2 separate regions of the Oryctolagus cuniculus genome follow, and region 2 is linked to region 1. The links are chromatin contacts, called in public Micro-C maps. All regions are on one chromosome and are shown on one strand. Each heading gives the region's core, a stretch centred on a gene start, on an enhancer-like site or on the middle of the called end of the contact. The rest is flanking DNA. Distances are from core to core; before and after follow the strand shown.

Region 1 (5,539 bases), core at 2,811-5,310:
GGTAGCTGTGCCCAGGCTGAGGGGTCAGACTCCTCTCTGCCAGCCCTGGCCACGCTCCAGCCCCAGGGGCAGCCCCCACCAGCACTTGCAGTTCTGAGAAAATAGAAGTCGAACTCCCCTCGGCACCTGCTGGCCCCACCTCCTCCTCCTCTTCCAACGACCTTGAGCCACAGCCACTGTGTGTCACGCAGACAGGGTTCCACTCCCGAGCCCACCCTTCTCCCCTGCTGTGAGCTCTGAGCCTCCTCCGAGCCCGGCTGACCCTCTGTCTCTGCGTCGGTGAGACTCCACGCCATGGGCAATGCAGATGGCACAGGTCTCCGAAGGCTGCTTCCTCTGTGCAGGGTCCTGGCGTGTAGTAGGTGCACAGTGAGGACAGAGACACTGTGGTGAGGCATCTGGTGCAGTGGTTAAGGACGCTGACTGAGGCCGGCGCCGCGGCTCACTAGGCTAATCCTCCGCCTTGTGGCGCCGGCACACCGGGTTCTAGTCCTGGTCGGGGCGCCGGATTCTGTCCCGGTTGCCCCTCTTCCAGGCCAGCTCTCTGCTGTGGCCCGGGAGTGCAGTGGAGGATGGCCCAAGTGTTGGGCCCTGCACCCCATGGGAGACCAGGAGAAGCACCTGGCTCCTGCCTTCGGATCAGCGTGGTGCGCCGGCCGCGGCGGCCATTGGAGGGTGAACCAATGGCAAAGGAAGACCTTTCTCTCTCTCACTGTCCACTCTACCTGTCAAAAAAATAAAGAAAAGGACGCTGCTCCAGCTTCCAGCTAAGGAACATCCCGGGATGCCTCAAGCTGGGTCCTTGCTACCTACTTGGGAGACCTGGCTCGAGCTCCTGGCTCCTGGTCCAGCCTCAGCGACTGCGGGCACTTGAAGAGTGAACCATCATCAGATGGGAACACGCTGTGTGTGTGTGTGTGTGCGTGTGTGTCTTCCAAATAAGTAAATACCATTAAAAAACCGAAGCAGAAAAACAACAGTGACCACTCAGCTTCTCTTCTGAGCCTTTCCATATAGCACCTCTCTTAACTTTCACAAGGACCAGGGGGAAGGCCCCCTCATTATCCCACAAGAAGGCAAGTTACAGTGGACCAGGGTCAGAAATGGGCCAGTAGGTGGCAGACTGGGGGTCTGTGCTCTGACCCAGCCCTCCGGGGTGTGGGCATTGCACTGAGAAAGGGACAGCCCGCAGGCAGCGTTCAACCTGCTCACAGGGCGGGCATTACGCAGAGCCGAGCAGGTGCTGGGATTTGAATCTTGGCCCCCTGTGGCGGGGGCCTGGAAGAGGTGCTCCAGTCTTTGTCAGGGATTAGGACCCAGATGGAAGCCAGTGAAGTGAGGCCCTTCTGCGGGCGCCTGCTTCCACAGAGGGAGGCAGCACGAGGCCCTCACCAGAGCTGAGCAGGTGCCGACGCCGCCCTGTTGGACTTCCCAGCACCCTGCGCTGTGAGTCGAGAAGTCTCAGGGCTTTGTAAAATCACAGGTCTCAGGCATCCAGTTAGAGCAGCACAGGTGCGGCTCGCCACAGCCCACAGGGGAGCAAGCTCAGACCCGAGGGAGGCGACAGCCCGTTTCCTCTCCCGGCCCAGGTGATCCCCCCGGTTCTTGACACAAGTCACACCCAAGCTGCCCCTGTTCACCCTTAGGGTTCACAGGCGGTGCTGGAGAGGGAACTGGTGCCTGGAGCCCTCCAGGAGCTGAGCGGCTGGCACTGGGCAATGACAGGAGGTGTGCACAAAGCCGGAGGAAGCCTGGGTTCTACCCCAGTGCCCCTACCTCCTAGCTATGGGGCCTTGATCGAGGTCTGGCCCCGTGCCTCAGTGTCCCCACTGGCTCACAGGTGGGAAGACTCAGGGAGTCCCATGCTCACTATAGGATGGAGAGCCCCCCAGGGATGCAGCGGCTCTGCTGTGCCAGCTGTCCCACCATGTGCTCCTGCAAGGGGAGAGAGAGAGAATGCTACACCTGCAAGATCTCTGCAGAGAAAAGTGGGGCCTCCCTCCAAAGTCAAACCAGGGCCGGCGCTGGTGTAGTAGTAGCTTAAACCTCAGCCTGCAGCACCAGCATCCCATATGGGCACTGGTTCGAGTCCTGGCTGCTCCTCTTCCTATCCAGCTCTCTGCTAATGCACCTGGGAAAGCAGTGGAAGATGGCCCAAGTGCTTGGACCCCTGAACCCATGTAGGAGACCCGGAAGAAGCTCCTGGATCCTGGCTTCAGATCGGCGCAGCTCTGGCCATTGTGGCCATCTGGGGAGTGAACCAGTGGATGGAAGACTTCTCTTTCTGCTTCTAAAATAAATAAATCTTAAAAAAAAAAAAGTCAAACCCTGCCCTTGCTCAAAAACTTGCAGCGCCACCCGGCTCCCCATGACCACGAGGCAGTCTGAGCAACACCCCACCCCCGCTGGAGGCCACTGGGCGCTGACCCCACCAGCATCTCCGGTGACACCATCCCTCAGTCTCTCCTTGCTCCTGTTCCTGGTCTGCACACCACGACTGAACACCCTTGCCCTCGGCCTGCTGGGGATGCCCCGGGTCATCTTTCAAGGTCAAGGGGGAGAGGAATGTCTGAGAAGTCGCTTGGCCACCCAGGCAGAAGTGGTCACTCTCCCTGTAAGATCCTTAGGTCACAGCACTAACCACACTGCCTGGAGTCAGCTGTCCCCACTTCTCCCACTAGGCAAGGACTCACGCGCCACACCCACATGCCCAGTGCCCAGTCTCCCTCGGCTGGACAGAGGCTGAACCAACAAACATCTTCATTGGGTGCCCCCCGAGTAGCTTTAGGGGCGCAGCCAGTGAAGGGGCTTTGAGTGAGCAGCTGGGGGACGGTGTGGGACCGTCCTCAGGGCTAGCCCCTCCCTGCCACCTCCGCCAAGCCCAGTGGTCCAGGAGGGGCTGCAGTCGGGACAGCTGCGTGTCTCCTGTGGGGCACGGCCAGCAGGCTCCATCAGGTCACGAGTGAGTGAGTGCCTCTGTCACCCTGAGGGAGTGAATGGGTGAGGGCTGTGACTCGCCAAGTCCCTGGGGCAGCCCCTGTCCCTGTCTGAACCTGCCAGCCTTTGCCCCCACCCCCACCCCCACGGGGGGAATCCCGGTGGCCGGTGAGGAAGCCACAGGGCGTGGGCTCAGTGCCCAGGCAGGAACCACAGGGCCCCCCGGGGAAACCACATCACGGCCACCGCGGCCTCCACCGCCCCACATTGATTTCCGCTGCCTCCCCCCGCGGTTGGGGGTGGGGGCAGGGTCTCTCAGTCACACTGGCTGCGGCCTGTCCCGGGTGGCCGCTCCCTGTGCAGCGGCGGCTCCGCTCTCGGAAGCCACCGGCGCTGCGCAGCGCCACCACTGTGACCTGCGGCTCAGCACCTCACCCCGCTGTGGGGGTCCCAGCGCCCCTCCCAGGGCCTCCGCCTCGTCCCACCCCCAGGCTCTTGCACCGCTGTTCCTCCAGGGGGCGCCCCGGACCACTCCTCCCTCAGGCTCCCAGCGGCTCCCCACGCCCCCGCCTCAGGGCACGGCGGAGGCCCCCTGGGCGCCCTTTCCCTTTTCGCGGGGCCCAGGTAGTGAGGCGCTACGCCCACGGCACGGGGATCTGGCTGGCACACTGTAAGTGCCACGACCCCGTCCTCTCCGTCTCCCCCACAGCTGTCTCTCTCGGCCGTGGGGCGCGGGTGCCCAGCCCCTCCATTCCGCAGCCCCCTCGCTCCGAGTCCCGGACGCGGCGGCCAGGCGGGGTCTCCGGCCGGGGGCCGAGCCGCGCTGCCGGAAGGAGGCGGGGGCGGGGCGGCCTCCGGCATTTCCTGAGGCCTGGCAGGAAATGCTTGGGGCGGGATCGGGCGCGGCCGACCCGGGAGGGAGCGGCCCACGGGGTCCGGGCGCCGCACCCCGGCCCCAGAGATGCCGGAGGAGGCAAGTGGGCGGCTCCGGGGTACCGCTGCCCGCCGCTCCCTCCGCGGCCCCGCCATGCTGCGGCCCCTCAGCCGGGGCGGGGTCGCGCGCTGCGGGCGGGGCCCGGCGCACGCGCACTTCAGGTCCGTCTCGCCGCCGGGTTACCTCGGCGGGGGTGGGGCCTGACCGAGCCCCGCCCTCCGCACGCGCACTTCAGGTCAGTGCCCGCCGCCCGGGCTACCTCAGCGGGGCGGGGGTCACGCGCCGCGGGCGGGGCCTGGACGAGCCCCGCCCTCCGCGCATGCGCACGCCAGGGCGGCCTCGCCGCCTACCCGGGTTAGCTCAGCGCTGGCGCGGGCCGGGCGACGGACAGCTGGCGATGTGTCGCAGGGGCCCGTTTCCCACGAGGACACCGAGGCCCCGGGAAGGGCCGGGGCGCTCCCGTTTGTGGACGTGCGTGTTGGCTGCCTGTCCCTGCCTCGGAGTCCGTCTTTGGCCGGATTCGGCCTCGCCCGAGTGCGAATGCTGCGGGCTCCCCGGACGAGGCGTGGGGCTCCACGGCCTGCCCCGGGGGCTGCGGTGGGAGTTCGCGAGTGGGTCCCGCGTTAGGTCGCCGTGCCTGGCGCGCGCTGTGGCCGCGGAGACACGCCTCGCCCCTCCCCTCCCCCTGCCCAGCCTTTCCCTTTCGGAACTGTAGCCTTTAGCCATGTTCTGTCGTCTTTAGAATGTGTTTGGCTGCAGGAAATAGAAGACGGGTCGCAATAGTGTAGACAAGTAGAGGTTTATTTTCCCGTGTTAACGGAGCCTGGAGATAAGCCGTGGGCGGCGTTCATTGGCTTTTCCCTCTGTTGTGCGGAATAGCTGCCGCTGCTCCTGGCATTGCGGCTGTGTCCGTGTTTAAGACGGGAAGAGGCGTGGTTAAGTCTTGGGAACTGTGATCCAATGCTCAGAACTGCGTGCCGAGGCCTCTCCTAGCTACGTTGGAAGGCTGAGAAGCAGGCTTGGGAGAGGCAGGCGGGGCAGCCGCCCCTGGTGACTGCCACACTTGACCCTCGACGCCCCTCCAGCCCCACTGCTGCCCTGACGCCGCCCTCCCCACCGGCCTCTGACCCTGTCCAGCCGGAGGCCGCCACGTTGGCTTCTCTTTGGGAATCGGAAGCTGGACGCTGGGCAGTGGCCTGTCGACCCGGGGCAGGGCTGCCCCCTTAGATGGGCCATGGCCCTGCTGGTGTCGTGCGCCCGGTTAGTTCACACGCGTGCGCGTTTCCCGCCCGGCCCTTGATGGTGTGGAAACCCTCCACGAATGTATCTCTGTGGCCGGCAGGAACCTGTTCTGGCTCTGCAGGATCTCCTCTTTGACTTTGGTGTTGCGCAGCGTCGCTGAGACACGTTCACAGGTGGATTTTTGTAAGATGTCCTTATTTGAGAGTGACGTAGAGGAAGAGACGGGGAGGAGTGAGTCAGTCCTCCATCCGCTGGTGCACTTCCCAAAGCCCGTGGGCTCCTCTTAGCTGCCGCCACGCCGCGCCGTGGACCGACGCTGAGAGAGGGAGGGCCCTGTCCCTCCCCGAGAGCGTGGCCAGGGCGGCAGGGACCACGTCCTTGCGGGAGGGGTCCCCGGGTGGCTGGGGCGCGCCATGGGGAGAGGCA
Region 2 (5,497 bases), core at 365-2,864, 88 kb before region 1:
GCTGCCCCTGGCCCTGGCACCACTGGCCAGGCCCGCAGCTCCCTGCGGCCCTGTGCAGCCTGTCTCCCTAGCCTCTGGGCTGCCTTTTCCCGCCCCTTAGCAGCTCTGCTGAGCTCAAGGGTTTGCAGCTGATTTTGGAAAGCTGGGCGCAGAAGCCTGGGCTGGCTGAGGGCGGCATGGGGCCCTACAAGGATGGTAGTTCCTAGTCCCTGAGCCCCGGAGAACAGCCTCCCTGGCCAGCTGCTCTCCAGCACGCGACAGGAGCCTGCGGGGGACAGGGGTGGCTGCTGACACTGCTAGGCCGGAGTCCGCCCCCAGCACTACCCCGCCCTGACGGCACCGTCTCACCCACCTCGTGGGCCCTCCCCAAGCCCAGTGGGTCCCAGATCCCACTGTGCCGGAAACTTCTTCGAGGGAAGCACCAGAGAGGTGGGCAGGGGACGAGTGAGGTGGGAGCAGGGAGTGTAGAGGGAGGCTGGGAGAGCCCTGGCACAGATGCACCCCACAGCAGCCTGGGCGGAGGGCCTCTTCCACCCCTCTGCAGACCCCTGCACCCCGCTGGCTCACCTGAACTGGGGTGAGCATTCCCGCAGGCCCCGAGCAGCCCCTGACACCCCCTCCCTGGAAGTTCCTCCCAATGCCACTGGACTTGGCCGCTAGCCCTGGTCGCCCTTTGCCCACACTTGGGCTTGTTGGTCCCTGGGGGCCACCCCCGAGCTCCCGGCCCCTTGATGTCCTGTTTGATGTGGGTTGGAAACTGCTAGGAGCCCCCAGCCGTTTGCAGGCGTGCCCGATCACAGGAGGAAAGAGGAGGGTGGGGCCGGCGGGAGAGCGCATTTGAACTGGACAGAATGGGGTGAGGGGTGGAGGGAGGCCCTGGCCCGTGCTCCCAGTGCTGTGCTCCGGCCCCCAGCCCTTCGGGCCAGCTCAACGAGCAATTCTCAGTGAGCGTGAAGAGGAAGCGGACCCGCGTGGCAACAGAAGCTGTGGCCTGCCGGGTCAGCCGGGGACTGACTCCCCTTTGAACAAGCGGCCCCGACAACGCCATGGCTCTGGCCAGCGAGTCCCCCAGCCCCGAGCGAGCGTGGGGCGGCGGGAGTGCCAGAGGCTACCCCTCCGTGGGCCTCAGTTTCCCCACTCCCACGGAGCAGCAGTGCCTTCGATGCGTGGATTCTCGAGGTCCCCAAGTTTAACAAGCTCCGGGCCAAGGCTCTCCGAAGTCCCCAAGGCGCTGCTGGGCCCCAGCTGGGGGGACCCTCCCGGCCCCCCGGCCCGGCTCTCCGTCGTCTCCCGGCAGGGCCGCACGACATCTAGTGGCCGGGGGAGTGGGGTACTTATTTAACACTTGCTTATCCTCAAGACCCGGCTCTTTCCCGCCTCCGCACTCCGCTGGAGGGGGGGGGGGCAGGGCCGAGTCGGAGTGAACGCACGTCCCCTAAGGCGGTAACCTGATCGATGGCCGAGCTGGGCGCCCCAAGGCCTGGAAGGACCAGGGTGCCACCGAGGAGCCGCGCCCCATTTGGCCCGGCCCCCGGGCTGCTCCCGCCCCCGCTGATTGCGCCTGCGCGCTGCCACTCACTCGCTGGCTTCCGCGAAGGCGGTGCTGGCAGGAAGCGTGTCCCGCGCGCCACGCCGTCAGTATCCACGGCAACCGCGGCGCCTCTTAGATCCCGCGCGCGCGTGGACCGAGTGGGTCTCCCCCGGCCATGGCGGCTGCGAGTCCCAGCGTCTTCCTGCTCATGGTCAACGGGCAGGTGGAGAGCGCCCAGGTGAGCAGCCGTGGACCCCAGAGGCGCTGCGCTCGCTCAGGCGAGGGGAGGGGATCCGGCGCTGGAGAGGCGTGGCGCGAGGCTGCCGCCGCACGAGGCGCGGACTCGGGCCCGAGGGTCGCGTCGCCTTGGTGGGGGCACCGCGGGAGTCTCCCGGGGGCGTAAAGGCGCGGAGCGGGGCTCGCGGGACCCCCGAGCTCGGGCTGGGAGCGGGATGCTTTGCTCACTGGGCGGAGTGACCAGGGAGGGCGGGGCTGGGTCCCGCCGAGCTCCCCGCCTCGCCCCACCATAAGGGACCGCCTACTACAGGTAAATAAACAGGCGTCCCCCAGCCCCCACCAGGCTGCCCCTTTCTCCAGGGACAGTGACCCAGGCTCTGCTGTCCAGGCCTGCCTCAGCCCGGGCTGTCCACGGGCACAGGCTCCCGGCCCCAGCCCCCGCCGGGGCTGGCCCCACTGCACCGCCAGGTCCCCCGCCGACCGCCCCGTGTGCTCTCTCTCCACAGTTTCCGGAGTATGACGACCTGTACTGTAAGTACTGCTTTGTGTACGGCCAGGACTGGGCCCCCACTGCGGTAAGCTGGGCTCCGGGGTGACGGGCGGGCTCTCTGCGGGCGGCCCCCACACCCTGCTACTCCCCTTCAGAGAGGGCCAGAGCAGGAGTGTGTTCCTGGGGGAGGTGAAGTCGGGCCCCTTGGTCCCCCCGGGCGTGTCCTTAGTGACATCATCGAGTCTCCCTTGAGGAACCAAGAGGAAGCCTGGGGCCGGGTGAGCGGCCGGGGGAGGCCTGCGGGAGGGTGGCTTTGGAGAGGAGACCCGAAGGCGGTGAGGGAACGAACCGTGGAGGAATCTGTAGGCAGAAGGAGCAGGGTGTGCAAAGGCCCTGGGGCACGTCTGAGGAACAGTGAGGAGGCTAGCTCGGCCAGGGAACGGAGCGAGCGAGAAGAGTCGCCAGAGAGGAAGCCAGGAGGCCTAGGGGGCAGATTCTGTAAGACTTGGTAGGGCAGAGTAAGGACCAGGGCCTTCACTCAGGGAGGTAGTCCCCCACCAGAGAGCTGTGAACCCACAAGAGAGGGATCTGAGCCCTCTGGGGGCCGGCGCTCTGGCGTAGCAGGTGAAGCGTCCACCTGCAGCACCAGCATGCCCTATGAGTGACACTGTGTCCCGGCTGCTCCTCTTCCCATCCGGCTCTCTGCTGTGGCCTGGGAAAGCAGTGGAGGATGGCTCAAGTACATGGGCCCCTGCACCAGCATGGGAGACCCAGAGGAAGCTCCTGGCTCCTGGCTTCAGATCAGCCCAGCTCCAGCCGTTGCTGCCATCTGGGGCGTGAACCAACAGACAGAAGCCCTCTCTCTCTCCCTCTCCCTCTCCCTCTCTCTCCCCCTCTCTCCCCCTCTCTCCCCTCTCTCCCCCTCTCCCGCTCTCCCCCTCTCCCCCTCTCCCCCTCTCCCTCTCTCCCTCTCTCCCTCCCTCCTTGTCTGTCTGTAACTCTGCTTTCCCCAGTAGATAAATAAATAGCCAACCCCTCGCCCGGCTTCTCTGCTGAGGGCCGGCTGTGTGGGGGCAAGGGTGGGCACAGCAGGACGGGCACTGTTACAGCGACACGGGCGAGAGAGGGCAGAGGCCGAGCTCTGGTGCTCTGTGCCGGGCAGGTGTGACCGGGCGGGTGACCAGGTGAGGGCGCTTCCCAGCAGCTTCTGCGGGCAGCACCCGCCCCAGGTGGCCGCTCTTCCCTCCTGCTGCCTGCGGGGAGGGGCGGGTGGTGGCTGGGCAGCCTGCAGCCGACTCCAGCGTCGTCGTCCTTGTCCCCACAGGGGCTGGAGGAGGGGATCTCACAGATCACGTGCAAGAGCCAGGACGTGCGGCAGGCGCTGGTGTGGAACTTCCCCATCGACGTCACGTTTAAGAGCACCAACCCCTTCGGCTGTGAGTGCAGGGACCTGTGGGGCTGGCGGGGGGCGGGCACGGGCCCTGCGCCGTCCTGCCTGGCACCGTCCACGCTCACGTGGGCACTGCCCGTCGCTCCCATGTGCTCCCTCCCCTGGCCCGGGTCACCTGCAGGCAGTGCAGAGGGGGTCAGGGCAGCTCTGGCCCCAGCGGCTCTCAGCTTCCCTCCTGGGCTCATGTCGGGCTCCCGGGGGCGGCAGGGGGCCAGCTGGAGGGCAGACTCACAGGCTGAGGATGGGGCGGGGGGGGTGGTGAAATGGAAGTCCAGAGTCCTGGGAGACTGCACCCAGGGCCCCAGAACCTGAGGCTGGAGCCGAGCGGGGAGGGGAGGGGAGCTTCAAAGGGCTGCCCTGGGAGGAAGGGGGTGGAGTCCCAGGCCCCTGACAGTCCTAGCCCTGGATTTGGGGCTTAAGCTCCAAGACTGTTAGGGTCCAGACACCTGACAAAAGCAAATAAGAAGCGTTTTTTGGGGACAGCACCTTGGGCATAGCCATTAAGATGTGGCCTGGGAGGCCCAAGACCCAAGGCCTGTGGGTGAGGTTATAAACTATGAAAACGGCCCTTGGGTGAGAAAGGTTCCCCCAGCCCTGTTTTGTTTTATTTGCAAGAGTGAGAGAGAGAGAGGTCTTCCATCTGCTGGTTCACTCCCCAAATGGCTGCAACAACCAGAGCTGAGCCAAGCGGGGAGCTGGATCGGAAGTGGAGCAGTCAGGATTCGAACTGGCACCATGCGGAATGCCGGCGCTGCAGGCCAGGACTTTAACCTGCTGCGCCACAGCGCCGGCCTTGACTAGCCCGTTTTAAAGGAAGGTGCCTGGAAGTGCTTTGCTCTGACACCTCTCCCGAGTGCAGCGCGGGCGCCCCAGTCCCCTGAGCTGCGACCGCCTCCATCAGAAAGCAAGCGCCCAGTGAGCCAGGACTGAACCTCTGCCCCTGTCTCCCAGGGACAGAGGACAGCCGTGGCGGGGGCGGGGCGATGCAGAGGGGCTGGCTGGGTGCCACGGCGGGCCCAGGAATACCAGGGTGCAGTCAGTTCCCACGTGCACTCCTGCTCGCTCGCCCGCCCGCCAGCCCGCCATCCCCAGCCTGCAGCTCAGCTGGACGCCCCGCCCCTCTGCTGCCCCCCGCCTTGTCCTCCCCCAGGGCCACAGATGGTGCTCAGCGTGTACGGTCCGGATGTGTTCGGGAACGACGTGGTCCGGGGCTACGGGGCCGTGCATGTCCCCTTCTCCCCTGGCCGGTAGGTCCCTGCACTGCCCCTGGCTGCTGGGCAGATGTCGCCTCCAGTTCTGTTTGGGCCTCCGGCTGGGAAGTCTCTGGGGCTCCCAGGGGCCTGGGCAGAGCTCAGCACAGAGGGTGAGGGGTGCAGCCCTTACTGTGGGTGGGGGGCCCACGCGTGTGGGTGCCGAGGCTCGCACTGAAGCTGGGCAGGGGGCAGGCCCGGAAGGACTCGGGGAGGCTGGGCCTGGGCCGTGTGCTCGCTGCAGGCTCCCACGGGGCCATCCTGTGGCAGCTCAGCACCATCCGTGTGCACACGTGTGTTCCAGGTACAGAAAGACCATCCCCATGTTCGTCCCAGAGTCCACATCCAAACTGCAGAAGTTCACCAGGTGAGTGTCCTGCCCGTGTGCCCCCAAGTCGCCCCTCCCGCTCTGGTGGCAGACGGCGTCACACGCCATGCTTGGGATGCACCTGGGCCTCACCTAAACGGGTCCCGTGGAGCCGCTCCAAGTCTGTCTGGGATGGAGCAGGGGAGAAACGCGGACGGGCACGGAGCCACCG

The links. Hi-C and Micro-C count contacts between places; a contact is called where the count stands out from the background.
Region 2: a contact with region 1 is called in a Micro-C map of ear pinna, with 2.4 times the contacts expected there. The contact joins the promoter of B9D1 here to the enhancer-like site in region 1. A contact is called at or near these places in 2 of 6 Hi-C or Micro-C datasets (ear pinna and psoas muscle).

What each region holds. Positions count from the first base shown.
Region 1 is chr17:61,411,317-61,416,855 of mOryCun1.1, reverse strand. No RefSeq gene overlaps it. Among named protein-coding and RNA genes, the nearest start is that of EPN2, 11 kb to the left of the region's middle. Within about 2 kb of position 4,060, at least 7 of the 8 cell types and tissues checked have an H3K27ac peak or open chromatin away from gene starts, as enhancers often do. A contact at or near this core is called in ear pinna, where this site is marked.
Region 2 is chr17:61,497,006-61,502,502 of mOryCun1.1, reverse strand. It overlaps B9D1 (B9 domain containing 1), which reads left to right and starts at 1,614. Exons shown (of 6, transcript XM_070061535.1): 1 at 1,614-1,769; 2 at 2,275-2,343; 3 at 3,583-3,694; 4 at 4,859-4,955; 5 at 5,263-5,325. The coding sequence starts at 1,707.